Regions from separate parts of the Mus musculus genome. Here region 1 is linked to region 2. A link is a contact called in public Hi-C data. All regions are on one chromosome and are shown on one strand. Each heading gives the region's core, a stretch centred on a gene start, on an enhancer-like site or on the middle of the called end of the contact. The rest is flanking DNA. Distances are from core to core; before and after follow the strand shown. Region 1 holds the start of Sem1 (SEM1, 26S proteasome complex subunit). Region 2 overlaps Gm20619 (predicted gene 20619).

Region 1 (5,264 bases), core at 1,706-4,205, 210 kb before region 2:
AACAGCATTTTAGAGAGGGTATTTGAAACCTTAATTTTAAAAACATTAATTCTTTGAAAATTTTATTATATAATGAGTAATTTCTAGAAATTTGCTGTATAACAGAACATCAAGAATGTTGGACATGGTGGCTCATACCTTTAATTCCAGCACTTAGGAGGCAAGGCAGGTGGAGGTCTGTGACTTGCAGCACAGTCTGGTCTACATGTTGAGTTCCAAGCCAGGAAGGGTTACAACTATGTCTTACTAAAGACCCCTCTAAAAACAAACACCTTCCTCTCTTAAGAGAGCTGCCTGTGCTTTCAAATGCCATTACTGGTTTATCGATTTAAAAAAAAAAAGTTCAGCCATAAAACTAAGATGCCCCTGGTGACAAGATGTGGAGAAATCCACTTAGTGTGGAGACGAAGCTCCCTTCCTGCTGGCTGCTTTCATGAGACGGGAAGGTGTTATGTAAGATGTTGGGTGGAAGATGTCAGGTGGCAGTCTTACCTAGCTGTAAATGCTGTGAGATTCAGTAATGAACAGTGCGGTAAGGTATGCCCCCGGGTACAAGAGTGCCACCAATGGCATGGAGGTAACCAATTTATTTCTGATGCGATTGAAGCCTGCTCACAGAAGAAAACATATCCCGGACATTGCCAATCTAGCCAAGAACCCCAAGCTGGGACAGACAGTCCCTGGTCAAAGAAACAGGTTAAAGTGTCAGCAGAATGCTCATCCACAAGTGGGACGTCTATGTCACACCTCCTCCCCAAGGTTCAAAAACTATCATAGAAGAAGTGGACAAATTGTAAGAGCCGAAGGTCACAGAGGACTAGAGCTAAACAGTGCCTTCTGAACATGACAGGACTGCTGTACTTATTGATCTCAAAATAGCTGTTTGCCTGCACAAGAACCAGTCCGTCGGGTAGGCATCAGCTGGAAGGGGAAGCACTTCAAACTGAGAAACTATGGGCAGCTAATGGTTCCTGGGGCAAAGAGAGTCAGTTTTCTTTGAAGGTTTCGCTTCTACATAATCAACAATGGATGGCCCTACATCCAGGCGGATTCAGACAGTGCAAACTGAAGGTGAGGAGTTGTTAAAATGAAAAGGACGACACAAAATTGGGGAGTGAGGTAGAATCGTTCTTTGAGGAGTCAGGAAAAGGACTTGGAATTGACCAAATGATCAAAATACATTGTATGACATACTTACTGTTAATAAAAGTTTTTTTTTTTAATTTATGATGTAACCCCCCTCCCCCCAATATAAAACACTTTATAGGGATCTCATGTTGTCTTGTTGCCATAATAGGAATAAAATCCCAGTAGAGCTAGCTTCAAGTATCCAGAGTGCACTTGACTAGGGAAGAGTCCCTATTTCTTAAGACATTCCGGTTTTACTTCAGGGTGAGTTAATCTTAAAGATCTAGAAAGAATAAATATTTGACCAGGAAACTAATCATAGTGTAATGATTAGTTTTAATTGTTAATTTGGCACATGAAATCATCTGGGAAGAATGTCTCAATGAGAGGTAACCACTATTGGGTTATTCTATGGTCATATCTATCACTCACTGTCTTGATTACATTAATTGGAATGGAAAGGCCTGCCCACTATGGGCTAGCCATTCCCTAGGCAAGGGATCCTGGACTGTGTAAGCTTAGAGACAGCGATGCACCCAAATAGCAAGCACACATTTATTCTCTGCTCTTGACTGTGGATGTGAGAGCGGCTTCAAGTTTCTTCCTTGACATTCCTGCAGTGATGGAGTACAACTTAGAATTATAAGCCAAATGAGCTTTTCTCCCCTGAGCTGCTTTTTTGCCGGGGTATTTTATCATAGCAATGGAAATGGAATTAGGAAAGAGTGTTTGTATAAAATAAAGTATTTTTTACAAAATATGTTCCACTTTCTACTTTCTGATATATCTTTTTAAAAAAACATACAATATTCATATTTATATCCATAAATTGTTCAAACATTTTTCCCATGTTTTTTTAAAAATTCTCTGGCACGGGGTAGTGAGCCATTGGGGATATATTTCTAGCCCTCTGTTTACTTTTAATTTAGGGACACAGTTTCACTAAGTTGTCCAGCCTGATTTTACACTCATTGTATCCAAGGATGCCTTCTGCCCCAACTTCCTCAGTAGTAGGGCTTATAGACCTTCTTCAATTTTTATATATCAAATAGAGTTATTCTTGCACCTGTAACTATGTGTGTTATATGTATAGCCTTAAGTGTGGTGCTGAAAATAAATAAATTATACTAAAGAGAAATTAAGTACCTCATATAAGAGCCCTTTAGATGCAATAGAACACAGATTTATTAGCCTGGCAAATACGTGTTACTGTGTGGTTAGACACTAACTTTTCTCCTATCTTTCATTGTCTTGTTCTTTTCCATGGGTCACAATTAAAACAAAGAAAGCAAAACCAAATCATATCTTTTGAACAACAGTACAACGTTACATCATTTTTTTTTTTTTTTACTTGTTTATTTTTTACATCAACCTGTCAACTAGTTAGAACAGAAACCCTACGGAACACAATTGTAAGGTCAAGGAGCACAGCACAAAGGAAAGGTTGGAGGACAGTCAGAATTGTCTAGCATATGAGTGCCTCTGGCTGCCTTTGGTCCCGGGTTCCCTGTGATGTGGAGATATTTAACAGCATGCTCAAGGCTAGGTTTGAGTAGTGGAATAATGTAATAAGCTCTTAACTTATGTTACTTTATCTTTCCAGATTTCTGTTAGTGATTGTAAGCTAAATAATGGCCTTTAGTAATTTAATACACTGTAAATCTTTCACACGTAGGCAACTATATGAATAATAAAACGAACGAACACACTATAAAACAAAACAGTTCACTGTTTCAAGACGGGAGGACCTACTACAACCGCAGGACGCTCTGGGAGGACCTTCGCTGTCCCAGCATTCCTCGCGCTGCCCCGCAGCTCTTTCCCTCTCGTCTCTATGGTTGCGCCGGCGTTGTCAGGATCGGCGCCTCCGGAGTACTGAGGCTTCCGACTTTGCGGCCGGTCCGAGCAGCTTGGGTCTTGGCGCGGCGCGATGTCCGAAAAGAAGCAGCCGGTCGACTTGGGTCTCTTGGAAGAGGACGACGAGTTCGAGGAGTTTCCCGCGGAAGGTAACCGCCAGGCCGCGCGCTGGGCCTGGGGCCTCCGGTGGGGCGGCGCCGGGCCTGCTCTCTGCGGGAATGAGCTGGGCCCAGCAGCGCGGATCCGGGCGCGGCCTCCGGGGGCCCCGGCCTCGGCCTCCGCGTCCCGGTAGCCGTCGCTTCATGGCGCGGCCCAGTGTTTTGCGCCTCGTCGCTGGGAGGAACCAGGTGAAGCTGGGCCCACGGTGCTGCGAGCTTGTGGCCCTTTAACTTCAACCCGGGACTCTCCGCATCTGCACAGTCTCTTGTTTTGCTTCGGTTTCCAAGCCTCCCCTTGGTAGTAAACTTCAGAGTCCCACTGTTGCCCAGGGCAGCCAGTGCTGTGTACCTCTCGGATAGCGCGAATGAGCCCCGAGAAGTGGGATGATAGAGTCGTTCGTGTGTGTTGTATTCATTACAGATTTTGCCTCAATTTCTGCTTCTCTCCATTTACGGTCACGTGAATTAACCCAAGCTTTATAAAAGTCTTAACCATCTGCCTTCGAAACTAACTTCAATGCTAGGGATGCTTTAGTTTTCTCATTGTAGGTAATAACATAGCTAATGTTGGAAGAGCCTGCTATGATCTTGGGAACGTGAGTGCTTCGCTTCTATTGGCACAATCCATTTCCACAAATATAGGAAGTAGGTATTAATGTACTTACTATTATTCACGTAAGGAAACAGAAGTTTGGAACAATGGAGAAACAGGCCCAGTGTCAACACTGTCCGGAAATGGTGAAACTGAGACGCCTTAATTTACACCAAAGTCCTTAACTTCAGCAGTTATCTTCTGTTTGCTAGGCCTCTTTTTGCCATATTAGTTTTTCAAATTGATTACTTTATTGGCTAATTGTTTTGAGTAGATTTCCCAAATATTTTACCTTGTTTCTAAAAAGTGAGTTAGACTGTGTCTCCATGAAGACCATAGGAAGAGAATTGTGGTTAGTCATGTGCACATACGTGGCATCAAGCAATTATCACTTGACAAAAATTGTACTTAGTTACCCCACCATGATCTCAATGCGCATAAAATCACATCACAGGAACGTTTAGTCTAAGTATAATGTAGTGTTTTAGTTTTAGTGAAAGAGAACATTAGTGTGTATATTATGCAACCTCATAAACCAATTCAGAAGATATATTTCCTCTGAGTTAGGAGTCTATAATATATGATGGGATAGTTTACCTTTTGTTTTGGTAATAAATTTATTTGTTCAGTCTGATGTTTTGTTTTCAGGTTCATTAATAATCCTGTAACAGAGCTTTGTGGTAGAATTGGCTAAGTGAGGGCAGGTTAGATTTCTTATTCCAACTACTTGTTTCAGATGGTCCTTATCCCTTATTACATACAAGCTGCACGGTTAAGACACTTGCTTTGCATTGTAGAGTCAAGCATCTAATCTTGAAGCAATAGAGTTCACGTGTTAAAAAATAAAGATAAATTCTTGCCATTAAGTCTCTAACTCAGAATCTAAAAGGTCTTTCTGACCAGTGCACCCACCCAGACTTTAACCCTCACCTTTAGTGCAAGTCTCTATTTAAAATAACTAGATAGCTGAGAACCTAGGAAAGAATTTAGAGGTAACTGTCAGCTTGATGATGTACTAGATGTTTTTCAGCACCTTTTGTCAACTTTAGTGTACTGTCTGTCCTTTAGAGCCTGTATTTTGAGCAGTAGTCTGTTGAGTGTGTTGACAGTTGTATTATGTTTAAACATCTCATCGATGTTAAGGAAAAGCAAAGAGTCTAAAGACAAAAGAACGCACAAAAGATTTAGTGTAAGGACGGTGTCATTTAATGATCTTCCAAATTTGTTGTCTTGGTTAGAGTGTATAGAGTCTAGTTCCTTGGGGAATCTTTATATTTAGAATGAGAAGTAACATTTTAAATGATTTGTTATGCATGTGTGTTTCTTCCTTAGTTAACAGATACATAGCCTTAATTCATATTAGGAAGATTTTTGCTGTATATAAAGATTAATTCACTGGGTAAAATTAGTGAATATTTACAAATTAAAATCTTTGATTAAAAACTAAATGAAAGAAATAAAATCTGAAAAAGAAAAAAAACCCAGAAGACCTTTTTTGTTTTAGAGTAAACATGTTCTTTCCTATTTTT
Region 2 (5,117 bases), core at 2,403-4,902:
CTTTGTCCCCATCGTCCCTATTTCTTACTAAACTGCATGAGGTTTTTATCACATGAAGAGTGCATAAATATGTTTTCACCTTTTCTAACATGAAGACAATAAATGTTGATCCCTCCTAATTACCATGTCTTCATTTCCCCAAACTTCTCCTCTTACCCTTAATCTTGTTTTCCTGTTCATTTTTATTTCACCTATTTTCTGACTAGAGTTTCACTCCATTTCTTTCTCACCTTCCTTTTTAGTAGTTTCACCAGTTTGTGTTACACATCACAGCTTTTTATTTTATTTTATTTTATTTTATTTTATTTTATTTTATTTGCATTGGTGTTTTTAACTACATGTATGTCTGCTTAAGTGTTTGGCTCACCTGGAACTGGAGTTACAGACTGTTTGTAAACTGCCATGTGGGTGCTGTGAGCCCCTGTCCTTTGGAAGAGCAGTCAGTGCTCTTAACCACTAAGCCATCTCTCCAGTCCCCAAACATAAAATCTTACCACCAAAAATATTCTTCTGAGAAACGCAATGTAGGCATGCTATAGGACACAAAAGCAAACAAAGAAACATCCCAGAACACCAGAGGGGTCTCAGCATCTGCAAGACAGGCATTCAGTGAATTGAATGCTGCTCTCAGTCCATCCTACCCCACAGAGAAGAGGTCAGACAGCAACAGTCCAGTGATCCATGAATTTTCTTGAGAATGAAACACTTCTGCATCCCTGCCATGGTATAGTGTTCACGGAGAAGAAAGTCTGATTCACTGCAATGGTCTTTTGGTTCTTGTAAAGAACTTGTCATGACAGTACCACAAAGAATGGGGAAAGCCAGTCTACAACTAGGATTGCTAGCATCCTTGTGTGCAGGGCCATACAGTTACCATCCTTCAACTTTAAAAGTGTAGGTCACTGAAGAGGTCCAGCACTGGCTTATAAAAGGGCTTGGACAAAACTTGGTGTTTTCCTAGGTCATGTTGGCAAACAAGCAGAGAGGAGAAAGCTAAAGAACAGTTCCTTTGACCAGAATGTGTTGTTTGGAATTGTATTTTTTTTTTGTTCCTTTCAAGTTCCAATAGTTATACATGGAGTGACTAAGGGTACAGTTAGCACTCGGTAATTTTTGCCTCAATAAAATACTATTGGCAAAAATAAAGATCCATGTTTTCTTGACCCGGATACTGCTGCAAAACACAGAGCACTTTTGAAAATAAATGTAAGATGCAGTGTTTTTGAGACACTGTGCAGTTTAGTAATCTCAATTGTGTAAACACACACGTTTGCACACATCCTTGAGAATATATATATAATCTCTACTTTAAAAAACAGAGCAGGCAGGCTGAAACATAAAATTACAGACCACTTTGGCACACGGCGAATAGGATGAACTAAATGGCTTCATGTGATCTGTGTTCTCAAAGAACTTTTTTTTTTTTTTTTTGGTCTTTTGTTTCGCCTTTTCCAGTATTCTTCTTTTAAGAAAGCACAAAAGGTGTCACTGAAGTCCTTGCCACAGCTCAGTCTTCCTCTTCTTAAGAGAGAGGCAGCCTTCTGAAATGCTGTAAACCCTTCCTGTTTGAAGTTTTAACAGTGTGTCCACCCTCGGTCAATATATAACACTGAGGAGTTCTTTTAAAAACACTGAATTCTTTTTTTATTTTTATTTTTATTTATTTATTTATTTGATATTTTCTTTATATACATTTCAAGTGCTATCCCAAAAGTTCCCTATACACTCCCTCTGTCCTGCTCTCCTACCCACCCACTCCCCCTTCTTGGCCCTGGCATTCCCCTGTACTGGGGCATATCAAGTTTGCAGGACCAAGGTTCCTCTCTTCCCAGTGATGGCTGACTAGGCCATCTTCTGCTACATATGCAGCTAGAGATATGAGCTCTGGGGGTACTGGTTAGTTCATATTGTTGTTCCACCTATAGGGTTGCAGACCCCTTCAGCTCCTTGGATGCTTTCTCTAGCTTCTCCATTGAGGGCCCTGTGTTCCATCTTATAGATGACTGTGAGCATCCACTTCTGTATTTGCCAGGCACTGGCATAGCCTCATACGAGACAGCTATAACAGGGTCCCTTCAGCAAAATCTTTCTGGCATTGTGCAATAGTGTCTGGGTTTGGTGGCTGATTATGGGATGGATCCCTGAATGGGGTAGTCTCTGGATAGTCCATCCTTTCGTCTTAGCTCCAAACTTTGTCTCTTTAACTCCTTTCATGGGTATTTTGTTCCCTATTCTAAGGAGGAACCAAGTGTTCACCCATTGGTCTCCCTCTTCTTGATTTTCTTGTAAAACAGTGAATTCTTGACAAGATTATGCCATAAAAAAATCACTGATTCACTTAATACATGTCTTTCTTAAATACAGTCTATATTCAACATATTTTGTAATATTTTTCAATATTTAGACCAAGATAGAGTACTCCCACTAGTATGCAAGAGCTAGCACACTTGACAAACTTTTCCCTCAAATATGGGTAGATACTACTTGCTTCTGAAGAACTGCTGACCATACAGTTCTCAATAGCACCACTAGTTATCGGCAATGTTTTACATAACCATTATCATAATAAATCAACTTGGACTTTCCTCCAGCATTTGAATTTTGGTATAATTGAAACAAGGCTGACCCTGAGCTGATGAGCAGATACTTGTAGACTCAATTCTCAAATGCATTGTGTGGGGAGTTGTTAGACCATTCTGTTTTTTATACATAGTAAAAATGAATGTCCCATGATATTAAAAAAAAAAAAAAGATGTGGAATCCAGACCCCAAGCTTTTCTTTTCTTACAAGCTCTGCTTGTAGTCTTTGAAGATGGAAGTTGCAGATTCAAGAAGAAAAAGAGCCAGTTTAGAAAAGCATGTGACTTGACAGTCATTAAAACAAATCCCAGAACATATACCTAGCCCAACAGCATAGTTGTGATGTTTGAATCACAGAGGATACTAGCATGGACTGCAAAAACTCTACAAATTCCCAAAAAAGTTATCCTCAGCCTTTGTATTGTGCATTTCTGAGGACAAAGTATAGACTCTGTCCTACAAAGCCATAAAAGGAATTCTCTTTCCCTGAAACTCTGAAAAAAAAAAAACTCCTGATGTAAGGGGAAAATGAGGAAAACTGAGAACATGTACTACGGGCTCCATAAAAAACCAACAGGAAGTTAACAGTTGTGGGTACCACTGTTAATCTGATACTTGGGCAGCACTACAGTGTCTGGGTGGATAATACCCATAGTGTCTGGGCTGTACTTGTAACCAGTCTCTTACTTCTTAGTCTCCTTGCTAAAGAAGCAGTTTTAGGGAACCCTGACCCTGTACACCATAACAACCATTGCCATCAGGGTTCACGCAGCCATAGCAGCCAGTCTTCAGTTAAGGGAATTCTTAGGTAGCAGCATTTAGTATAAGAATATCTACTGGCACTGGAATTTTCTAATTCATCATGAAGACCCTGGTTCAGTAATGGTCCCTCTGGTCCTGAAAAATGAGGCTAAGATGAGTTTAGGAAGCCTTGTGTTATTTTAGCATACCAGACACGTAAAAGATGAATAGAAATGTCATTGGATATTTGCTTTGGCTAGCCCATCCCAAGGATGTGTCTTTCCTGGTGAGTCACACAATCCATAACACTAGGTCTTCAAGATGAGAACAGACATGGTATGTTTCCCTAGAATAATCCTATTTCCCTTGTGAGCTGTAACCAGAGCTCCTTGCCTACCGAGCAAAGAGTGATGGTAGTGATTCTGGCAATCAACAAGAAGAACTTTTACAAGAGAGAATGAGCTTTTCCATGTCAAGCCTGTTATTACATTCAAATGGACATAGAGTTCGAACTACTCACTATTCAAGGATGGAGGTAACTATTCAATGAGACAGAATATTGCTTGTTGATTCTTGGAGGTTATACTGGGAATAAAAGAGTTTAATGTTTCACTCAATAGACATGTATTTAATAAGCGATTTGATAATAGCATTTTAGAGGTTCTTCTTATCTAAAGATAAAATTATGCTTCTAGCAGAGAAATAATGTCTAACATATTCTATTGTCAACTGTGCAGGCTTGTTTTATTCACCATTTGGGCAAGGCTTAGGGTTAAAAGATCTCACCAATCCATCAGTAAGGGGCTCTTGTTGCTGGGTCTTAAACTCGGGAAGGGCTCAGAAGAAAGTGAAAAATAGAAGCCACTTGGGCTACATCAGAATGAGTCACTGGGTAAAGAATGCCTTTCGCTGAGGTTATATAATTGGTCTACATTCACTTGGCCCCTACCCCAGAACAAGACAGCTACGGCTGAGCAGATGCCTTACACATAGGAGGAGCTAGAGCATGTGTTGAGTGACAACAGTTTGATAATGGATTTGAGCATGACATCATCATTCTTTCCTGCTGGCCTGGAGTTTACTCTTCCCTTGGAACATAAAGGAGTGGAGATCGTAAAGCTGAGCCAACTCCAGTAACAATAACATCTGCTTAATGAGCCCTTAGCATATTATCAGGCCATATTCTAAATATCTTACACATGTTAACTCTCATAACAAGCCAAGGAGATGACTGTCACAGTCCATTTTATGAATGGAAAACCGAGGCCAAGAAAACCTAAGTTGTGTATTTAAAGTCATATGGTTTATAAGTCACACACTCTGGGTTCAAACCCAGCCAGGCTGTTTCATTTCAGGATCTGTAGACTTAATTACTGTCTTAAACCATGGCTTTTGGAACAGAAACAGTGACCAAAAGCCTTGTTTTAAAACATGTACGTGTTTTGAGAGGCTATTTCATGACAACAGTGCAATAGAATGTGGTGATTTACAGCACACAGGCCCTGGAACCAGTGAGTTTTTTCTTTCAAAAAACATTGCCCATGGCTCACTGGTGGTTCTACATAGATTGCCAACATTAAACTGTAGGTAGTATGCCTTGCCTCAGAGAGACTTTCTGAAGATTAAGTAAAGCTTTTAGTGTGTTTGTTACACATGGTAATGATAAGGATAATGATAATAATTGACATTTATTGAGTGTTTGCTATTTACTTGCTAAATATCTAATAAATTCTGATTAAAACATCTTGGTGTGCTCAATGTCTATCACATTTGGATGGTTTCTAATCTTCTCTAAC

Evidence for each region. Hi-C and Micro-C count contacts between places; a contact is called where the count stands out from the background.
Region 1: a contact with region 2 is called in a Hi-C map of embryonic fibroblasts, with 1.6 times the contacts expected there. The contact joins the promoter of Sem1 here to the enhancer-like site in region 2. A contact is called at or near these places in 1 of 39 promoter capture datasets (macrophages), 3 of 484 Hi-C or Micro-C datasets (the HL-1 cell line, embryonic fibroblasts and tail fibroblasts) and 1 of 115 datasets of contacts at active chromatin or transcription factors (bone marrow-derived macrophages).

What each region holds. Positions count from the first base shown.
Region 1 is chr6:6,576,349-6,581,612 of GRCm38.p6, reverse strand. It overlaps Sem1 (SEM1, 26S proteasome complex subunit), which reads left to right and starts at 2,955. Exons shown (of 3, transcript NM_009169.2): 1 at 2,955-3,134. The coding sequence starts at 3,059.
Region 2 is chr6:6,371,151-6,376,267 of GRCm38.p6, reverse strand. The region is part of intron 3 of Gm20619 (predicted gene 20619); the gene reads right to left. Among named protein-coding and RNA genes, the nearest start is that of Gm52888, 17 kb to the left of the region's middle. Within about 2 kb of position 3,652, at least 20 of the 459 cell types and tissues checked have an H3K27ac peak or open chromatin away from gene starts, as enhancers often do. A contact at or near this core is called in embryonic fibroblasts and tail fibroblasts, where this site is marked.